Regions from separate parts of the Ovis aries genome. Here region 1 is linked to region 2. A link is a contact called in public Hi-C data. All regions are on one chromosome and are shown on one strand. The core of a region is the stretch at or near the end of the contact, and the rest is flanking DNA. Distances in the headings are between cores, read along the strand shown. Region 1 has its middle 20 kb from the start of APBB2. Region 2 overlaps APBB2 (amyloid beta precursor protein binding family B member 2).

Region 1 (5,590 bases), core at 1,939-4,438, 300 kb after region 2:
AGTAAAATTTCTAAATAAAATTTTCATAAAATAGAAAAGGAAGAAAAACTTTCCAATTTTATGAAGCCAGAATCACTCTGATATCAAAAAGAGAATATAGGTATAAAATCTCTTAATAGAAGTTTAGCAAATTGAATACAACTACAACTACACATCGGAGAAGGCAATGGCACCCCAATCCAGCACTCTTGCCTGGAAAATCCCATGGACAGAGGAGCCTCGTGGGCCACAGTCCATGCAGTCGCTAAGAGTCGGACACGACTGAGCGACTTCACTTTCACTTTTCACTTTCATGCACTGGAGAAGGAAATGGCAACCCACTCCAGTGTTCTTGCCTGGAGAATCCCATGGATGGGGGAGCCTCATGGGCTGCCGTCTATGGGGTCGCACAGAGTCAGACACAACTGAAGCGACTTAGCAGCAGACCGAATTTATATAGCCAATCTAATTGAATTTATTATAAATAAAGCCACTAGAACTAAAAAGGATATGTAAAAAGGTCATAGGAAACAAGGCTAACACACACAGTAAAACTTCTTAGTTTCTATTTACAAGCAATGAACAATTGAAAAAAATTTTAATTATCAAAAAATTATTATTACTGAACTGAACTGAAAGGACTTAATTTCTTTAAAAAGCCACTCCCATGTTTTAAGTTCATTTTTATTATAGCATCACCCCATTTCCAGGTACCACTATCTATTTTAGCTATGAATTGCTCTGTAATAAATGACCCCTTGCAGCTGAAAATCACAAACAGGTATTGTCTCACCATTTCTGCAGGGCCAGCGTCTGGAAGCCAGGGTCTCTCATGAGTTCTCAGGCAAGCTGTTAGCTGAGACTGCAGTCATATGGAGGCTGGGCTGGGGGAATGTGCTTCCACACTTGCTCACGTGATTTTTGGCAGTCCTCAGTTTCTTATTGGCTGTTGGCCAGAGATGTCTATTCCTCCTCCACATGAGTAGCCTGAGGGATCTTCACAACATGGCTGATGGATTCCGCTAGAGCAAGTGGTCCAAGGGAAAGTGGGGAGGGAGAGTGAGAGAGACCAAGATGCCTTGGTGTCTCTTGGGGTTTATTTTTCATTTCTGTGTAAATAATATTAGCAGAAGTCATGCATTTGTATCAAATATCACATTTTTCAAGAAAGAAGAGGCTTTAACCTTTTTCCATAAGAAAACTATAGGCCTTCATTTTAGATAAATGATAATAATATTCATAAAATAAAAAGTAAAATGTTTTGAGCATTTACCATGTCCAGGGCAGTCCACTGAGCACAGAGATCAACAGAATGGTCTCTGGGACAGACTGCCAGGTGTTGCCTTTCTTATCCACCACTTACTGATTGTGTGCCACTGGGCAAGTTACTAAACTCTCTATGCCTCAGTTTCCTCATCCATAAAATGGAGGTAAAAATAATATTTACCTTCTACAGTTGTTATGAAAATTAAGTGGGTCATAATATACGGATCACTAAGGGGCTGGCATCTAAAAAGCATTTTGTAAGATTTAGCTAATATCGATATTAGGCAGAATTTATAAATATCACATCATTTAATACTCAAAACACTGGAAGGTAAGAACAATTATTCTTTGACTTTATGGGTAAGGCAGTTGAGCTTTGATAATGTTCGTTAAGTAATTTACCTAAATGCACACAAATGAGTGGCAGAAATGAGTTCTATGCAATTCTCTAGCTAGAGCTTACTTAAAAAAAAAATCTCAGAGGTGGGAAGAGAGATGAAAAGTGAAGGTAGAATCTAGATTAAAGAACTTATAAGCCACTGTAACTTTTCAGAAGTTATTGTAAAAGTATATAGAAATAGAACACATTTTATAGTGCATACCATTAAAAATCACCTATAGTTCTTACAGAAAAAGTGAGCATAAAATATCAGATCATAGATAAACTGGCAAGAGTATAGTGAAGCCAAAGAAAGACATTAGAGAACCTACTACCCATCTCCAAAGTCTGACCAACTGACGCTGAAGTCCCTTTTCTCGAGTACTAAATTGGAATGTTTCCAATAATCAGAATTGCTTTGGCTTTTAGACACCCACCTGCCACTCAGGGTATGGTAGACATTAGGCCCATCCACAAATATTCTAGCTGTTTTCCTAGGAATATGGTGGAACTGCACTTCCCCTGCCCCTTTGAATCAGGTATGGCTGTATGGCTTGCTTCGTCTGATGAAATACGAGTGGAAATGATGTGTGTTCATGCCAGGTAGAAACTTGAAGCACCAACATGCCTTTTGCTCATGTCCAGGTGATATCCACCTCAGCCTAGATCCTTGAGGGACTATTATGGGCAGGGCCTCTCCCTGACCTTCTGTGGACATATGGTGTGAGCAGCTAATAAACCACTGCTGTTTTAAGCCACTGGGATTTTGGGGATTTTACCCCCAAATAATCCATTTTCTCTGGGATGATTATCCACAGTTTCAAAACCTTATTTTAAAATTGTGATACCTATGAAACAGTAGTGCAGAAAACGTTTCATTGGGAATTCCCTGGTGGTCCGATGCTTATGACTCAGTGTTTTCACTGCCATGGGCCTGGGTTTGATTCCTGGTCAGGGAACTAGAATCCCGCAAGCTGCCAAGGAACAGCCAAAAACAAAAAAAAAAATCCCTAGGCGGGTGGTGTAAACATTTTGTTGAACTCTATTACTAGTTTATGTTTTCCAAAGGTACCTATAGCTAGCACTTAGCTTATAAACTGGCATCCCTGGAACTGAAGGGATTTGTTAGCTTTTAAGACTTGGGTTTCGCTGATGGCTCAGTGGTAAAAAAAAAAAAAATCTGCCTGCCAGTTCAGGAGACGAGGGTTCAATCCCTGATCCGGGAAGATCCCACGTGCCGTGGAGCAACTAAGCCCGTGAGCCACAGCAGCTGATCCTGTGCTCTAGAGCCGGACGGTCGCAACAACTGAGCCCACGCGCCGCAACTACTGAGGCCCACACGCCCCGGAGCCCACGCGCCACAACAGGAGAAGCCGCTGCCAGGAGAAGCCTGAACACTGCGGGCAGAGAGCAGCCCCTGCTCGCCACAACTAGAGAAAACGCCCACGAAACAAGGACCCGGCACGACCGAAACCAAATGAATAATAAGAGTAAAAGAAGACTCTTCTTCACTGCGTCAGCTAACCTGAAACGTAAACTACCGAAGTCAGCAGAGCTCACAGTAAAGAAAACCAGCTTTAAACATTACCTCTCATTAAACATTACCTCTCATTAAACATTACCTCTGTTGGAGCGGTGAAGCTCCTGTTGGAGTCCAGCCACCAAAAAGCAAACACATTGGCTCCAGTTTTAACTGTTTGAAAAACAATTACACGTGACAACAGCAGCACTTTAACAGCATCATCTTAGGATCTGAAATAGCTCAGCTGGAATTCCATCACCTGCACTAGCTTTGATAGAACCCAGGCCCATGGCAGTGGAAACACTGAGTCCTAACCACCTTATGGCAGAAAGTGAATAGGAACTAAAGAGCCTCTTGATGAAGGTGAAAGAGGAGAGTAAAAAAGGCTGGCTTAAAACTCGACATTCAAAAACTAAGATCATGGATGGCAGCTGTTCACATCACTTCATGGCATATAGATGGGGAAACAATGGAAACAGTAAAAGACTTTTTCTTGCACTCCAAAATCACTGCAGATGGTGACTGCAGCCATGAAATTAAAAGATGCTTGCTCCTTGGAAGAAAAGTTATGACCAACCTAGACAGTGTATTAAAAAGCAGAGACAGTGCTGACAAAGGTCCATCTAGTCAAAGCTATGGTTTTTCCAGTAGTCACGTATGGATGTGAAAGCTGGACTATAAAGAAGGCTGAGCGCCAAAGAATTGATGCTTTTGAACTGTGGTGTTGGAGAAGACTCTTGAGAGTCCCTTGGACAACAAGGAGATCAAACTAGTCAATCCTAAAGGAAATCAGTCCTAAATATTCATTGGAAGGACTGATACTGAAGCAGAAGCTATACTTTGGCTGCTTGATGCAAAGGGCTGACTCACTGGAAAAGACCCTGATGCTGGGAAAGACAGAAGACAGGAGAAGAAGGGAACGACAGAGGATGAGATGGTTGGATGGCATCGCCAACTCAATACACATGAGTCTGAGCAAGCTCCAGGAGATGGTGAAGGACAGGGAAGCCTGGCGTGCTGCAGTCCATGGGATCACAAAGAGTCTGACACGACTAAGTGACTGCGCAAAAACACATGACAGAGACGGGAAGGGTTCATCTACAAGCCACGAACACCAGGAGCTAGCAGAAACGCATAGAACAGATTCCACGTGCCCCACCCCCGGCGCAGAAGGAACCAGCCTTGCTGACAGCTACCCTCCAGAACTGTTACTGATCCACTCACTTTGTAGTGTTTCATTATGCTGGCCCTAAGAAACCAACACACCTCCTACTGCAAATAAAGACCTTTCCAAACAGATGAACATCGTATAGAAACATTCTTATGAACATAAAATATCTTGAAACTTTAGAGATTGTCCAAGGTATCAAAGACAAAATAAAGCCTAAAAAGGGTTTGCAATTGTCATTTTATGTGGTGACACATTGATGACACACCAAAAAAAGCCTCTTCTCTAGGTCCAGAGGTACTCAGAGTTATTTTACCTCAATTTTATTTTGGCATTGATTTTGTAACAATATGTAAGATGAACAGCAAATCTGATAAATGGATCCCCCAGTGTCATCTGCAGTAACAAGAGAGGCACAATAAATGTCTCATATTTCGAGTACGATTGCCCTTCGGTATCAGCCTCACACAGCCTTTGATATCTACAATATAATGAAAGCTGAAGCCAGGGGGCTTGAAAGGAGGGAGAAATGAGGAGTTATGTTTTCAGAGTTTCATTTTTGCCAGAGGAAAAGAGTTCTAGAGATGGACAGTGGTGATGAGTGCACAGCAATGTGAACGTATTTAATGCAATTGAACTGCACACTTCAAAACAGTTCAGAAGGAAAAGTTCATGTTACGTGTATTGTATCACAGTTAAAAAAATTTTTTTAAGGAAGTACACTGAAAACAAATAAGAAATAATGCTATTTCACTGCATCTGAGGATGTATATATATACTATAAATACAGTAATCTATAGTTAACAAAATAATTCTCACTTTTTCATTGGTTTGGGGAAGTAGAAAGACATTAAAGATGACAGCTTACTACATTAGTCAGGTTGTGTGTGTGTGTGTGTGTGTGTGTGCTCAGGCCCTCAATTATGCCCAACTCTACGCAACCTCATGGACTGTAGCCTGCCAGGCTCCTCTGTCCACTGAATTTTCCAGGCAAGAATACTGGAGTGGGTTGCCACTTCCTACTCCAAGGGATCTTCCCAGCCCAGGGATCGAACCTGCATCTCTTACATCTCCTGCGTTGACAGGTGGATTCTTTACCCCTGTGCCACCTGGGAAGCCTACTAGTCGGGATATTTCAAGTTAGAGAGCCAGTGCAGACTAGGGAAAAGGGAGGATGCACTGGCACATATAACTAGAGAGTCTGACTGGTGTAGATTGGTGACGACTGGGACCAGTGGGACCAGTGGACAAATGGGACCAGATTGGTGATGACTGG
Region 2 (5,159 bases), core at 988-3,487:
CAGGAAAGTTTGAAAGCATTGAAAAGGACTGGACCACATGAATGTGGGGGACGGTGGAAAGGAAGGGAGGCATCTGTCCTGAAGCAGTGACCCTCTGGCCTCCCTACCCTGCCTTACCTTCAATATTCCTGCTACCTCCATTCCAAATGTCACACAGCCAGTGACACATCAGTGTAAAGCTGATGGAAACGGTCACTGGGAGTGGGTGGACACCAACTCAGACTTTGTGGAGTCAATGGCAACAAACCTAGAGTCCCAGTTCCACAGGTTACTGGCTGTGATAAAAGAATTATTTAACCTGCTTGAAGCACCAATTTCTCATCTGTAATACACGGGAAATAAGCATGGTGCCTGGCATTAGCAGGAAAACTGCATGTTCGGGTCCAACAGAGTGCGGGGCGCAGGAGGAGAGTGAGGTCAGAAAAGGGGCCAGCCCTGCCTGCAACCCTCCAAGCCAGGCTCCCTCTGGACTTGGAGACAGAACAGACGGAACTACTTCATCTCCAGATGCCAGAGATCAGGACTTCTCATTCCACGTCAGACCTCAGAACCAGACTTCATTCCTCGGAACCAGAAGTGACTTAAGAACACATTCATTTTACAGCCAAGGAAGCTGGAACCCAGACAGTTTAATGCTTGGGACAATACCACCTTCCTTACCCAGTTCCTTTGTCGTGAATGCCAAAGAGCAGTGTTCTAAATGCAGATCTAATTACTTCTCCTCACAAATATCCTGAAAATGATTTATTATACACTCAGAGAAGACAGTAGGATGGGGTGATCAAAGGCCCAGGAGACCACCTTCGAATACATCTCCGCCACTGATTGTGTGACCCTAGTAAAGTTATGTACTCAAAATTTCTGGAGCTTACCTTTTCACCTGTAAGAGACCCATCAGACCATCTTTAATGTCATTTCTAGCTACAAGCATCACTGACTCAATGGACATGAATTTGAGCAAGCTCCAGGAGATGGTGAAGGACAGGGAAGCTTGGCATGCTGCAGTCCATGCTGGGGTCGCAAAGAGTCGGACACGACTGAGCAGCTGAACAAGCTACAAGCAATTCAGTCCAGATGAAATGCCAGTTTCTCTATGGATGTAATTTTCAATACTGTCCACGAGATGGCAGAACACTTCCTTTAGTCCAGCATAGTGACACAAAGGGAAGAAATTCTAAGGAATTAGTACGTATTTTTCAAAGCATTCAGTTTTCAACAGATTAATTATAACTGGATGTATCTTAGTGTTACTCATTCTAGTCAAGCATTTGGCCAGCAGTAAGCCATATGCCATGAGAAAAGGAAAGTTTTAAAGGGCTAAATTAGGATTTTAAGGTATGAAACTCGGATGAGCACAGGGGCAGATGCAGAATTAGGGACATTGATAAGTGCAACCTGGCCACCCAAACACGACAAAGAAACTGCCTTCTTGACAAATGAAGCACAAAAGGCGATTATCTACAAAATGTTTGGATATACAAACATTTAAAAAACATTTTCACATAAAGAATCTGAAAAAGAATAGATACACGTATATGTATAACTTGAGTCACTTTGCTGTATATGTGAAACTAACGCAACACTGTCAATCAAAGATACGCCAATATAAAATGCAAAGTTTAAAACCAGCGTTTTCACATGGAAAAGTGACACAAAATAGACAAAGAAAAAAATAATTAGATTACAAACAAAGTTTTGCATTTAAAAATGCAGAGAGATTAAACACCCTGTGCTGTCCTGAAACCAAAGACAGACCTAGAAGAAGGACTGGTAAAATCAGAAAAGATTTTAGTTAATAGTTTTGTACCACTATTCAGGTTTGACAAGGGCACTACGGTTACGTAAAAAAAGGGAAGCTGGGTGATGGGAATATAGGATCTCTCTGTACTATCTTTGCCACTTTTCTGTATATCTCAAACTATCCCAAACCAAAGTTTTCATTTTAAAAATGGACAGAAAAGCAAGAGGAAAAAACAGCCAAGAAAGGACAGAAACATGGAGTTCCATAATAAACACAGGGTTTTGTAACTGACAAAACAAATGTCCTAGTTGATAACTTAAGAGGAGGAAATTTAAAGTAGGAGGTAGTAGCTCACATGCAATATAACTAATAATGTGAATAAATAAAAATGGCAAAGCCTAGAGAACAGCGGGCAGCGGACAAAGGTGTCTTCTGGGGTATTAACAGATGGAATTACATGCTGCTGCAGCCTTCCTGAAAAACAATTTTGCAATAACTGACAGAAGCCATAAGCCGATAGCCTTTGACCTGGTAATACTGGTTTCAGCAATCTGTACCAAAGCAATGATCTAAAGGGAAAAAAAGCCACCTATTCCTATGAAGTTGCAGCTCTGCTCTGTAGTACTGGAAATTGTATGACTACTGGGTATCTAGACAGATTATGGTGCAATTATTTAAATAGAATAGTATTAATAGAATTAAGAATAATAAATCTGAGAACTGTGGAAAGGAACAGGTAAAACAATTTTTTAAGAGTTCAGTACACGCAATGTAGTATCCTGGATGAGGTCCTAGAACAAAAAAAGGCTATCGGTGGGAAACACTGGAAAATGGGAATGAACAAAGCCTATTTTAGTTAGTAATATGGTGTCAATATTATTTTCTTACTTTGGATAACTGTCCATGATTATGAAGATGTTATTATGGGAAGATAGGTGGAAGGTAATATGGGAACTCAGTCTTGGCGACTTTTGTATAAATATATAATTATCTTAAAAGAAAAAGCTAAAGAGCTCAGAATCATATACAAACTTATGCATACACGGCAATCAACTAAAAAACACATTCACTGTATAAAAAAGTAGGTCGGCTCATAAAACACTGGCAGAGTTATAAAAATACTTTGCTCTTGCAGGAAGGCAGGGGGTAGTGTGGGGAGAAGAGATCATTTATGCTGCTACTTAGATTTTCACTGAGCAACTGATTATCAGGATGTTTAGACTCAGAGTGGCTAGAGGGAATTTTGAAATATTCACATCCTGATGGCCTAAAAACAACTTTTATTTTTCCAGCAACTAGGTTTCATTGAGGGAGTAAGGAAGACACTTTTTCTAACAATCTATTTATTCTCCAGGGACTGTATTTAGAATTCCATCATACATGAAACTAAATATTTTTTTGTCCCTAAAGAAAGGACACCTTCTGCTTGTTTATGAGGCACTCAGTTCCTGGGTTGTTGGCAAATTAAAAAGAATGGAAAGGGTTAACTAAAGATACCCTTTAGATATCTTTAGATCTATGGAAAGCTTGAATATCTGGGAACCTACATCTTGCCACTTCTGCCTGCTTAGGTGCCCCAGCAGCATAAACAGGCAAGGAGAAACCAAGAGGCAGATGGGACAGGCCAGGGGGTAGTGGCGATGGAGAACCCCTCCAAAGTGGCCTCATCAATGTCAGTTCTAAACCAACGGACTTATTCCCAATTTGTAAAAAATAATTTCATTAAGTGTTGCTGGAAACAGCACTGAAGGATTATCTGAGCCTTCCCTGCACGGTCTCCCCCGGCCCATATCCGTCGCAGGGTGGCGAGACCCTGCATCCAGAGAAGCACAGCGAGACTCAATTTCCCCAAAGGGGCTCCATGTGCGTGGGGCATCCAAAGTGTGTGGCTCTGCCAACTGCCAGACACTCGATGAGCCCCTCTAGCCACCACTGCCCCCCTGACCCCGTCCTTCCTCCTGTTTTGGCCCAACTTTTATCAAAAGCCTGGTTGAAACGACATCACTGAGGGATGGTCTGAAAACACCTGTGGCCCATCCATTTCACTTCTAGACTTCACCTCTGACTCAAGTCAGACCAGAAAGCTGGTCCACACTGTCATAATTCTCCACCAGTTTACTTGAAATGGGTTTGCCATTTGCTTCCAATGAGCAAAATTCAAATTTCTCTCTCCCTCTCTTCCAATGAGCAAAATTCAAGTTCTCTCTCCCTCTCTCTCTCTGTGTATATAAGTGTGTGTGTGTGTGTGTGTGTGTGTGTGTGTGTGTGTGTATCTATATACATACTCCAAATAAACATATATATATATTTGGAGTATATCACATTAATTGATGGTGGCCCCTAAGTGAAGCTCCAATTGAGACTTTTTTTGGGGCAATCTAGTAAGCATGAGCTCTGGAGCCAAATCCTGACTCTGCTATTTAACTAGCTGCTTAACTTCCTATGCTTCAGTTTCCATATCTGCAATAATGAAACTCAGTTCAGTTCAGTCACTCAGTCATGTCCGACTCTTTGCAACCACATGAATCGCAGCACGACAGGCCTCCCTGTCCATCACCAACTCCCAGAGTTCACTCAGACTCACATCCATAGAGTCAGTGATGCCATCCAGCCATCTCATCCTCTGTCGTCCCCTTCTCCTCCTGCCCCCAATCCCTCCCAGCATCAGAGTCTTTTCCAATGAGTCAACTCTTCCTGTGAGGTGGCCAAAGTACTGGAGTTTCAGCTTCAGCATCATTCCCTCCAAAGAACACCCAGGGCTGATCTCCTTCAGAATGGACTGGTTGGATCTCCTTGCAGTCCAAGGGACTCTCAAGAGTCTTCTCCAACACCACAGTTCAAAAGCATCAATTCTTCAGTGCTCAGCTTTCTTCACAGTCCAACTCTCACATCCATACATGACCACTGGAAAAACCATAGCCTTGACTAGATGGACCTTTGTTGGCAAAGTAATGTCTCTGCTTTTTAATATACTATCTAGGTTGGTCATAACTTTTCTTCCAAGGAGTAAGTATCTTTTAATTTCATGGCTGCAGTCACCATCTGCAGTGATTTTGGAGCCCAAAAATATAAAGTCTGACACTGTTTCCACTGTTTCCCCAACTATTTGCCATGAAGTGATGGGACCAGATGACATGATCTTCGTTTTCTGAATGTTGAGCTTTAAGCCAACTTTTTCACTCTCCTCTTCACTTTCATCAAGAGGCTTTTAGTTCCTCTTCACTTTCTGCCATAAGGGTGGTGTCATCTGCATATCTGAGGTTATTGATATTTCTCCCGGCAATCTTAATTCCACCTTGTGCTTCTTCCAGCCCAGCGTTTCTCATGATGTACTCTGCATATAAGTTAAATAAGCAGGGTGACAATATACAGCCTTGACATACTCCTTTTCCTATTTAGAACCAGTCTGTTGTTCCAT

Evidence for each region. Hi-C and Micro-C count contacts between places; a contact is called where the count stands out from the background.
Region 1: a contact with region 2 is called in a Hi-C map of liver, with 2.3 times the contacts expected there. The contact joins two enhancer-like sites. A contact is called at or near these places in 7 of 16 Hi-C or Micro-C datasets (liver, mesenteric adipose tissue, mixed tissues and 3 more).

The regions. Positions count from the first base shown.
Region 1 is chr6:60,826,078-60,831,667 of ARS-UI_Ramb_v3.0, forward strand. No RefSeq gene overlaps it. Among named protein-coding and RNA genes, the nearest start is that of APBB2, 20 kb to the left of the region's middle. Within about 2 kb of position 3,189, at least 2 of the 54 cell types and tissues checked have an H3K27ac peak or open chromatin away from gene starts, as enhancers often do. A contact at or near this core is called in liver, where this site is marked.
Region 2 is chr6:60,531,869-60,537,027 of ARS-UI_Ramb_v3.0, forward strand. The region is part of intron 10 of APBB2 (amyloid beta precursor protein binding family B member 2); the gene reads right to left. Among named protein-coding and RNA genes, the nearest start is that of NSUN7, 150 kb to the left of the region's middle. Within about 2 kb of position 2,238, at least 1 of the 54 cell types and tissues checked has an H3K27ac peak or open chromatin away from gene starts, as enhancers often do. A contact at or near this core is called in liver, where this site is marked.